2 separate regions of the Mus musculus genome follow, and region 1 is linked to region 2. Evidence: chromatin contacts called from public promoter capture Hi-C data. All regions are on one chromosome and are shown on one strand. The core of a region is the stretch at or near the end of the contact, and the rest is flanking DNA. Distances in the headings are between cores, read along the strand shown. Region 1 overlaps Ints4 (integrator complex subunit 4). Region 2 overlaps Alg8 (asparagine-linked glycosylation 8 (alpha-1,3-glucosyltransferase)).

Region 1 (4,372 bases), core at 894-3,393, 130 kb after region 2:
GTTCATAGCGGTGGTAGCATACAGCTGAAGACCGGAGGGAGGGTGGGAAGTACCTGTGGTAAAGTAGCAGACACATGGTGAAGAAGCCTTTCCCATCTTCCTTTTTATTCCATTTAGCAGGAAAGGGTCTTAGTCTTCAGTTCTTCCCACCATGAGGTTTTACAGAGAAATAATTGTCTGAGGTCACATAGTCAATACAGAGTCTCACTTCCTAGGCTGTAGAACTCATGTTCTTGGGTTATTTTTCTGATGTGTCTGGATCCACTTGCAGGGGCTGATGTTGGAGTCTCACTGTTAATAAATGGGATCTGGCATCAGTCCCCACCAACACCCATCAAAGGAAGAACAAATCTGATGCCTCACTATTAGCATAATTATTTCAGATTCTGGCTGCATTTTTTTTCTTAAGATGTACAGTTTCTTTTTTTTAAAAAATTACTTATTTATCTTTTGTGTGCATTGGAGTTTTACTTGCATTTATGTCTGTGTGAGGATGTTGGATCCCCAGGAACCGGAGTTACAGACAGTTGTAAGCTGCCATGTGGGTGCTGGCAATTGAATCAGGTCCTCTGAAAGAGCAGCCAGTGCTCTTAAGCACTGAGCCAACTCTCCAGCCCCTCCTGCTGCATTCTTTTAAGAGGGTCCTTACCACTTTTTCTGAGCACTGAGTTCCATAGCATTTTTAAAAATTTTCCTGAAATCACATCTTTATTTGTAAATAAGTTGGTAATTCTAAGAAGGCATATTTATGCTGTGTGCCATTTGTCATAGATAGTCTCTCTCCTTTTTAGTTTGTTTTTGTTTTGTTTTGTTGTCTAGACAGTGCCTCACACTGGTTGGAACTCATTGCATCCTAGGCTAGCCCTGAACCTAAGACCGTCCTCTTCCTATAACCTCCTCAGTGACGGCATTACAGACTTGAGCCGTTGGCCTGTAGTTTTAGCTTTCTGTGTCCTGGTTCCTGACCTTGAATTTCATCCTATACTCACTTCTGTGTCTTCATGCCTTTCCTTACTACGTTGCCATCCCTGTCGTTGTCCCCTCTGCTTAGAAAACTGCCACTGTTCACTTGGTAGATTCTGTTTCTCTCCACAGTATATTAGCTCTTCCACTCAGATATTCCAGGAATTCAGACATACAAACTATTTTCCACTCTGCTGATCACAGCTTTCTTACATTTACTGTGTTACCGCCTTTGCTTTGAACCTTAGCCAGCTAGTCCTTCCAGCTCGAATTTCTTTTTTGGACTATGCTGAGATACTGTCCTACCTAGAGAATTTGATTATTCATCAAGTACTGTCAGTGGATTGGAAATATTGTGTCAAAACCAGATACCCATTCTCATTGAGCATAATTATAGTCTCAAGAAAGGAAACAGTTTCAGATGGTGACAGATCTTGTCCATAAGCTAAACTGTCTAGACATGTGGGAGACCTAATGATACGTCATCCAGTTAGTCATGCTGCTTAAAGGACAGCAGGTAAAAAACTGTTCCTGGCAAGGCCAAGGGTCAACATGGTAAGAATTTCAGTTCAGTTTGCAGCTTAGTGAGAAAGTGGAGAAGTCAGGGGACAGGTGACTGAATCATCCACTAAGCTTTCTGGAACATTGTTGGAGGATTTTGTGAAGAGAATTTGACATGGCCTTGTCTGTCTTTCAGCATTTCTCATTCTTGAAACCTTTTTGAAATTTATACCAGATTGTTCTGTTCTGTCCATCATTTGATGCATATTAAATACCAATCTTATATGTCTCCTCTTTATTTTTCCTCTTTTATCATGTCTCTCAGGGTTATCTGTTTGTTCTATCCCCCTAATGAGATCATTAACTCTATAAGTAGAGTTACTATGGGATGACTTTCATCATGTTCTTTTCGGGCTCAACCTAGTGACTTAGTCATAGTGAATGCTTAGCCAATATTTCCTAAAACAAATCTGCACAGGATAGCTATATAACTGGCATTTATATAGCACTTAAGAAATACATAAATTAAAATTGCTTTCTTGCTAGATTGAACATTATTTCTCCAGGACATCACTATAGCTTCCATGGTCAGCATGGAGATTCGCTTATACATGATGCATCATCTTATGGTTAAGTTGGCAGGGTTTGGAGTCAGACAGATCTGAGTAAGCTATTAGTCCTTTCTTTGGTCTTTCCTTTTACCTGTTGTCTTTAGTATTTCTGTCTGTCCTGTGCCAGGCCCTGCTGTAAGAAAGGCTGTAATAGTGAGTGACAGCTGTGATCTGCTCTCATGAACCTCGCAGTCTCATGGGAGTCAGAAGTAGTTATTAGAAAGGCACAGTAGTAAAATGAAATGTGCACACAGCTTGAGGGAGATACCATAAGGGTCTGTCAGGGGAGCCTGGCTCTTTACGGTCAGGGAGTGCAGCAGTCAGATCTAAGGAATCTAAAGTTGAACTCAAAACGAGAAGGAACTAGGACTAGTGTGGCAAGAATTGTTGGCAGTGTGAGGCGGACAGACATTGCAGGCAGAAGGGCAGAGATTAGGTCTGTTGTGAGTAATTTGTATTCTGAGACCAAAGAGGACTGTGTGTCAGGAAGACAAATGGCTGAAGTGTGCTGTCACATTGTGCGGGAGGGCTGTGGAGCTCATGCAACCCACATCTCATTTGTTGGTGTTATCTGGCCACACAGACTTCTGGGCTGTTTTTAAGCATTCTACTCTAAGGCCTTTATGGTTTTTGATCCTTTTGATTATAAAATATTCAACTCATCCTAGTAGTCTTTGATTTTTTTTTCTAAAGCTGTTCCTCTTCTTTTGTGTGTGCGTGGGTCTTGTTATGTATTTAGGCTGCCCTCAACTTGTAATCCTTCTGCCTCTGCTTCCCAAGTGCTGGCACTACAAGTGTGTGAGACCACCACAGCACAGCCTGCTCTTTTCATAGTTGTCAGCCACTGATAACTCAGACATTGAGGTAAAAGATTCAGACACAGGGAAAAGGGAAGGTTAAAGAGCAAAAGGGGGTGGGCAGGGTGGGGCAGAGCTGTAATCCCAGTGCTCGGGAAGTGGAGGCAGGAGGATCGGAGTTCAGGGCCATCCTATGTCCTCGCTACATAGTACCAGTTGGACCTGGACAGCGTGAGACCCTGCCTCAAAACAAAAACAACAAACAAACAAACAAACAACAACAACAAACCAGAGAGAAGCCAGGTGAGGTGGTGGTGCTTTCCTTTAATTCAAAGCCAGCCTGGTCTACATAACAAACTCTAGGCCAACCAAGGCTACAGAGTAAAGTCTCAAAAAATAAATAAACTAAATAAATAAAACCAGGAAGAAGAAGAGAAAGAATAGAAAGAGGCAAGGCCCCTTCTTAGATCAATAAAATGAGGTCTTTCCCAGGGATTTTAGCTAGCAAATTTCTAAATATTTTTTTCATATGCACAGCCTAAATGGACACGTGGTCATGGAGAAGGGAACGGTGTGTGGAACATGAATCCCTGTTGCTAATTTTTACCTTTCTGTTTTTCTCTTCTGCAAAGGATTCATCCAGGGATATTAGAGAGGCTCTTCATGAACTCTTATGCTGCACTAATGTCTCAACCAAAGAAGGGATTCATCTTGCACTGGTGGAGCTTCTAAAAAACCTAACCAAGTACCCTACTGACAGGGACTCCATATGGAAGTAAGGACGTTTACCTCATTACTAAGTCTCGTCAAAAGAAAACTGTAGCGCGCACATTATTTGGTGGATCGTCCTAGACTAGGTGTAGCCCTCAGTTTCACCTTGACTTTAGAACCTGGGCGCAGTGTATTCATAAATAAAATACATCTTAAAAAAAAAAAACAAAAAAAAATGGCTTAGCTCATGGAGTCCACTCTCAGCTTGCAGAGGATAGAGAGGTAGGGAATACATAGATAGGAAGGTTGGACAAGATAGTAAAAAAAAGTCAGAACATTTAGAAATGAAGTCTAGTTTTAGAGAGGCTCTGCTGTGTAGATCTCCAGAAGGACCTGCTTAATTGCTTTTCCTACCTGGGTTCTGAATATAAGCAGAGAAAATAAAGCCAGCCAAACCCACTGCAAACTGCAGCCTTTACAGTGTGCCGGGAGGCAGAGCGGGTAAAGGGCTGAGAAAGAGAAGGTAAGGCTGGGCATGCTGGTCTTTAATCCTAGCATTCGGGAGGCAGAAGCTAGCCTTGAAAAGTACTTTCCTGTTTTTTGTTTGTTTTGTTTTAAGTAAATGTTCGCTGAAAACTTTTTGGGTTTTTTGGTGATTTATTTCATCTTATGTGTAGGAGGATTTGCCTACATGTGTGTATATGCATCTTGAGTGGTTTTGGTGCCCAAGGAGGTCAGAAGATGGTGTCAGATCCCCTGGAACTAGATTAGAGATAGTTGTGAGCCACA
Region 2 (4,499 bases), core at 615-3,114:
GGTTTGGCTCTCTGCTCCCACATGGCAGCTCACAACCACCTGTAACTCCAGTTCCTAGGGATTTGATGCCCCCTTCTGACCTGCTTGAAACCAGGCACACACACAAGATGTTATCAGTAGTAGACTTTGGAGCCTCACAGACCCAGATAAAGATGTGGTAGCAGTTGGTCGCATGGCCTTGAGCAGGTTACTCCCTCTTTGCACTTGGACTTAAAGTAAGGACACCAAGCCCTGGGAACATGGGACTAGGTGCTCACTACAGTGTAGTTTTTACAGTTTCTGTTATGTACTTACAGGGAATTGATACTTTGTTTACTTGCTTATTTTTAGAAATTATAGTTTCATCCCTCACACAGCAGTCCAGCATCAGTGTAATGGCATTCTTACAAAGAAACTTCAACATTTGTATTTTAAAAAGCAGTTACCACTCAGTCTAGTGTGCAGTACAAGGTCTGATTACCCTGCCTGAGTCGGGAAACTGCTGTACCTTACCTTGTAAGGCACCGCCTCCCCAAAGATCCCTTACATGGAAAGTTAGAGGAGGTTCAGAAACTCAGGGGAGTAGCCAAGAGGTTTAAGATAGAACAGGGGCTAGGGAGCAGCTGGCCTGGTGGAGTGCAAATCCTAGTTCCTCGGCCAGCATTGTATAAACCACTGTGGTAGGTACAACTGCAGCCCCAGCTCTCAGAGGGAGAGGCAGGAAGACGAGAAGTTCAGAGTCATTGTTGGCTGGGTTGACTACATGACATCCTGTCTCAAAAAGAGGGGCAAGAACGGGGTATGAGGGTACATACCTGTAATTCCAACACTTGAGGAGTGGAGGCAAGAGGATCAGGAGTTCAAAGCTAGCCTGAGCTATATGAGATGGGTCTCAAAACAAAAAGAGGAAAAGAAGAACCTAAAATTGAAGGGGAAAGGAGTAAGTAGAAAATACATCTGTAGGCTCCATCTTCTCCACATTACTGGCACTCTGTGGCAACAGATAGGCCTGTGTAGGTGCTCAGGCTGTCTGACTGCCCTGGTTTTACTCTGGAGTTCATTTTGGGTGGGGCTTGCATCATTGTTCCAGACTTGGTTCATCTGACAAGTACTGATTGAACTTCTGTGTTTGGGGATAGAATGACCTCATCATGCCGGGCGGTGGTGGCACACGCCTTTAATCCCAGCACTTGGGAGGCAGAGGCAGGCAGATTTCTGAGTTCAAGGCCAGCCTGGTCTACAGAGTGAGTTCCAGGACAGCCAGGGCTATGGAGAGAAACCCTGTCTCGAAAAAAATCCAAAAACAAGACAAAACCCAATGACCTCATCAGTTCTCTATTTCAGGGACATAGCATAGTAGAAAAAGTAAGCATGTAAACTGCACCAGCGACCTCACAACGCAGCTCCGCCTCTCCATTTGGTTCTGTGTGCATGACTCAATTAGTTTGGCAGAGTGGATGCGTCATTCAGAGGGAGTTAGTTTCATGAGCAGAGACACAGCTTTGGAGGGACTCACAGTCCCCTGAGACTAAGGCTCATTGGCACAGATGAGGCTGGAGAGCTCCACAGGTGACAGATCAATGAAGACTGTACTGTCTGTGGGATTATGAACTGAAGGCTACAGGAAATGAAAGGTTCAAAGATGTAGTGTGACATGGTCTGTATTTTAAATAGCTTGTGTTGTTTAAGTGCTAAAGAAGATGGCTGCTCACATGCTGCCTGCCCACAAAGTTCCTGTACACAGCACAAATAGCCAATTCCAGTTCTAGTCTATAACTAGATTGTCATCTAAAACCAGAAAGAAGCGTCTGCTGGAGGCGACACAGCATGGACTCAAGCCCATGAGACCCAGCTGTGAACAGCTGGCAGACTTTGTAGCTTTTTAAGACTATTGCTCAAGGACCTGACTCATGAGCTATGGAATCCTATTGATTAAAGTAAAATGTCTGTTTACTCTCTAGGTTTGAAATTGAAGCTTCTTGACCCCAGCCAGATCCCCAGGGCCTCAATGACAAGTGGTTTGGTTCAGCAGTTCCAGCACACAGTCCTTCCCTCAGTTTCCCCTTTGGCAACCCTCATCTGCACACTGATAGCCATATTGGTAAGAACTTGGCATGTGGTGCTCATTTGCTGAATCTTCCTCTGCTTTTCCTGTCCCGGTGCTGACTGAATTTCAGCTTCCAAGCTTTTCCAACTGCAGGATAAATTCCATAGCTGAAATCCTGCAGGCTGCAGCATTTCCTAGCAATTCTCAGAGAACCTTGAACAGAGTGAGGGAGGATTACCAGGAAAGCCTCTGTGAGAAAGGCTTGCCAGGGGCTGTTTAAGCCATCTGTCCAGCCTGGCACGAGGAGTAAGAACAGCCTCAGTGGGAAGCAGGGAGCGTGCTGTGGAGCAGGAAATCCGAGTGGCAGAACATCCAGGCTTGGTTTGTGTTCCTCATCCTTGGCTAAAGGATCAAAATGTGTCTGGAAAACAGGATGTTTTTTGTCTTGGTAATAATGAATTAAGAGAAGCAGCAGCTCTTCGCTCATCAGATGGAAGTCTGTTGTGAAGCCAGGCATGATGGCGTGAGCCGGCAGTCCAAGCTCAGGGGAGGTGAAGGCAGGAACATTGCTCTTTGGGGGGCCAGTCTGGCTACATAGCAAGACTTTGTCTCAAAAAAAGAAAAAAAGAGTGAAAGCCACTGTGGGTCAAGCCTCTTTCTCACCTGTCAGTGCGTGGTGACTTCCGTTTTGTGATAGTTTCAGTAGGATTCAACATAAACAACTTAGCACAAAGGATAATTAAATATTCCCTTAAATTTTGGTTTCTAAGTGATCAAAATCTCTTGGCAAGACACCTGGCCCCACTTGGCTACGTGGCCGCACTGGTAAGCCTCAGCCTTGAATCTGGGGCTGTGGTTCAGTGAATGAGACTACGATGTGCAGACCTGAGGATCTGAGCTCAGATCCTCAGCAACCATGATAAACTGTGGGGCACGGATGCACGTGTCTGCTTGCCTTTAACCCAGCAGTGTGGAGGTCAGGAGGATGGCGGGGCCTTGCTGAACACCAGCCTGACTCTAGGTTCAGTGAGAGACTCCTTCTCAAAGGAATAACTCAGTGATAGAATGCACAATACCCAACTTCCTCCTCTGACCACTTTGTGTGCGTAAGCCCTTCCCCCACACAACTGTGCTTACACATACAGATAATACCAGAGAGAAAGAAGCAAAATGTTTAAAACAACAACAAAGAACCACACCATAAATCCTCAGCTTTGTAAGAGTCAAAGGCTGTATTCTAAATTATACTGCACTCACAAAACTGGTAAAATCTAATGTGCTATCCCCAAAACACCTGTGAATTTTTGTAGATTGATAAATTTTATATCCCAGAACTTAGCATCATTTATTAATTTGGATAAGGTTCATTTTAATGAAGTAAATACATATTTCTATGGGTTTGCATTTTCTTTTCTAAAGCTAGCTTTGGGGGACTGTACACAGAGTGATAGATTATTCCAGTGCAGTAGAAAATCCACACAGCCTGTGTTTGCCTGTGCCTTGCTTCTGCAAAGCTGACCTTAAATGACACTGAAGTTTTGTCTTTGCCTGTTGTTTCTAGCCCTCTGTTTTCTGTCTTTGGTTTAAACCCCAAGGGCCCAGAGGCTTTCTCCGATGCCTGGTTCTTTGTGCCTTGAGTTCCTTCATGTTTGGGTGGCATGTCCATGAGAAAGCCATACTCCTTGCGATTCTCCCAATGAGGTAAGCAAACAGCTCGAAGGTTGGCATGTTTCAATGTCTAGCTATCTAGTGGCTGCCTATTCTAGACATAGCCAGTGGTATGGGAGACACGAAGGCACTGCAATGAGGGCAGCAGGCAAACTGGCTTGATCTTTAGACCTGTCAGGATTCTGAGATGTGCAAAAAATCCATGTGTTGATCCCATATTTTTGATGATTAAGCCCTGTAGCAGGTCTGGATATTGTGTGGGAGCGTGCCCTGGGGAAGGCTGGCATCCTTGGCATCAACACATCAGTGAAAATAAAGTCCCAGGTCCCTGTTCCATGTTGTTAGTCCAAGTAAGGACTAAGTATGACAAAATGGTTCCATGTATGTCCACTTTAGACTTTCCAGAACTGTTTGATTGTTTCTTTCATGTCATATTGGTTTGCATGCTTTGGGATACTTAGGATAAATTGGTGTAATCCCATCTTAGAATCTGCAGAAACCGGGCCCAGAGTGCTCATGATTTTCCAAGTTACACAGTTAAGCCCCATGCCTGCATCCCCTGTACTGAGGAGGCTGAGACAGAAGGATCATGACTTCAAGGCCATCTTGGGATTTACACCAAGACGCTGCCTTAAAATCGAAGTCACAGGGCTGGAGAGATGGCTCAGTGGTTAAGAGCACTGACTGCTCTTCCTGAGGTCCTGAGTTCAACTCCCAGCAGCCACATGGTGGCTCACAACCATCTGTAATGGGATCCCGTGTCCTCTCCTGGGGTGTCTGAAGAGAGTAACAGTGTACTTATATA

The links. Capture Hi-C pulls out chosen DNA fragments and counts their contacts.
Region 1: a promoter capture Hi-C map of adipose tissue shows a contact between it and region 2. The contact joins two enhancer-like sites. A contact is called at or near these places in 1 of 115 datasets of contacts at active chromatin or transcription factors (embryonic stem cells) and 3 of 9 other capture datasets (adipose tissue, liver and pancreatic islet).

The regions. Positions count from the first base shown.
Region 1 is chr7:97,510,023-97,514,394 of GRCm38.p6, forward strand. It overlaps Ints4 (integrator complex subunit 4), which reads left to right. Exons shown (of 23, transcript NM_027256.2): 12 at 3,505-3,647. Among named protein-coding and RNA genes, the nearest start is that of Ints4, 31 kb to the left of the region's middle. Within about 2 kb of position 2,144, at least 12 of the 459 cell types and tissues checked have an H3K27ac peak or open chromatin away from gene starts, as enhancers often do. A contact at or near this core is called in adipose tissue, where this site is marked.
Region 2 is chr7:97,384,862-97,389,360 of GRCm38.p6, forward strand. It overlaps Alg8 (asparagine-linked glycosylation 8 (alpha-1,3-glucosyltransferase)), which reads left to right. Exons shown (of 13, transcript NM_199035.2): 9 at 1,941-2,080; 10 at 3,588-3,727. Among named protein-coding and RNA genes, the nearest start is that of Ndufc2, 13 kb to the right of the region's middle. Within about 2 kb of position 1,865, at least 76 of the 459 cell types and tissues checked have an H3K27ac peak or open chromatin away from gene starts, as enhancers often do. A contact at or near this core is called in adipose tissue, where this site is marked.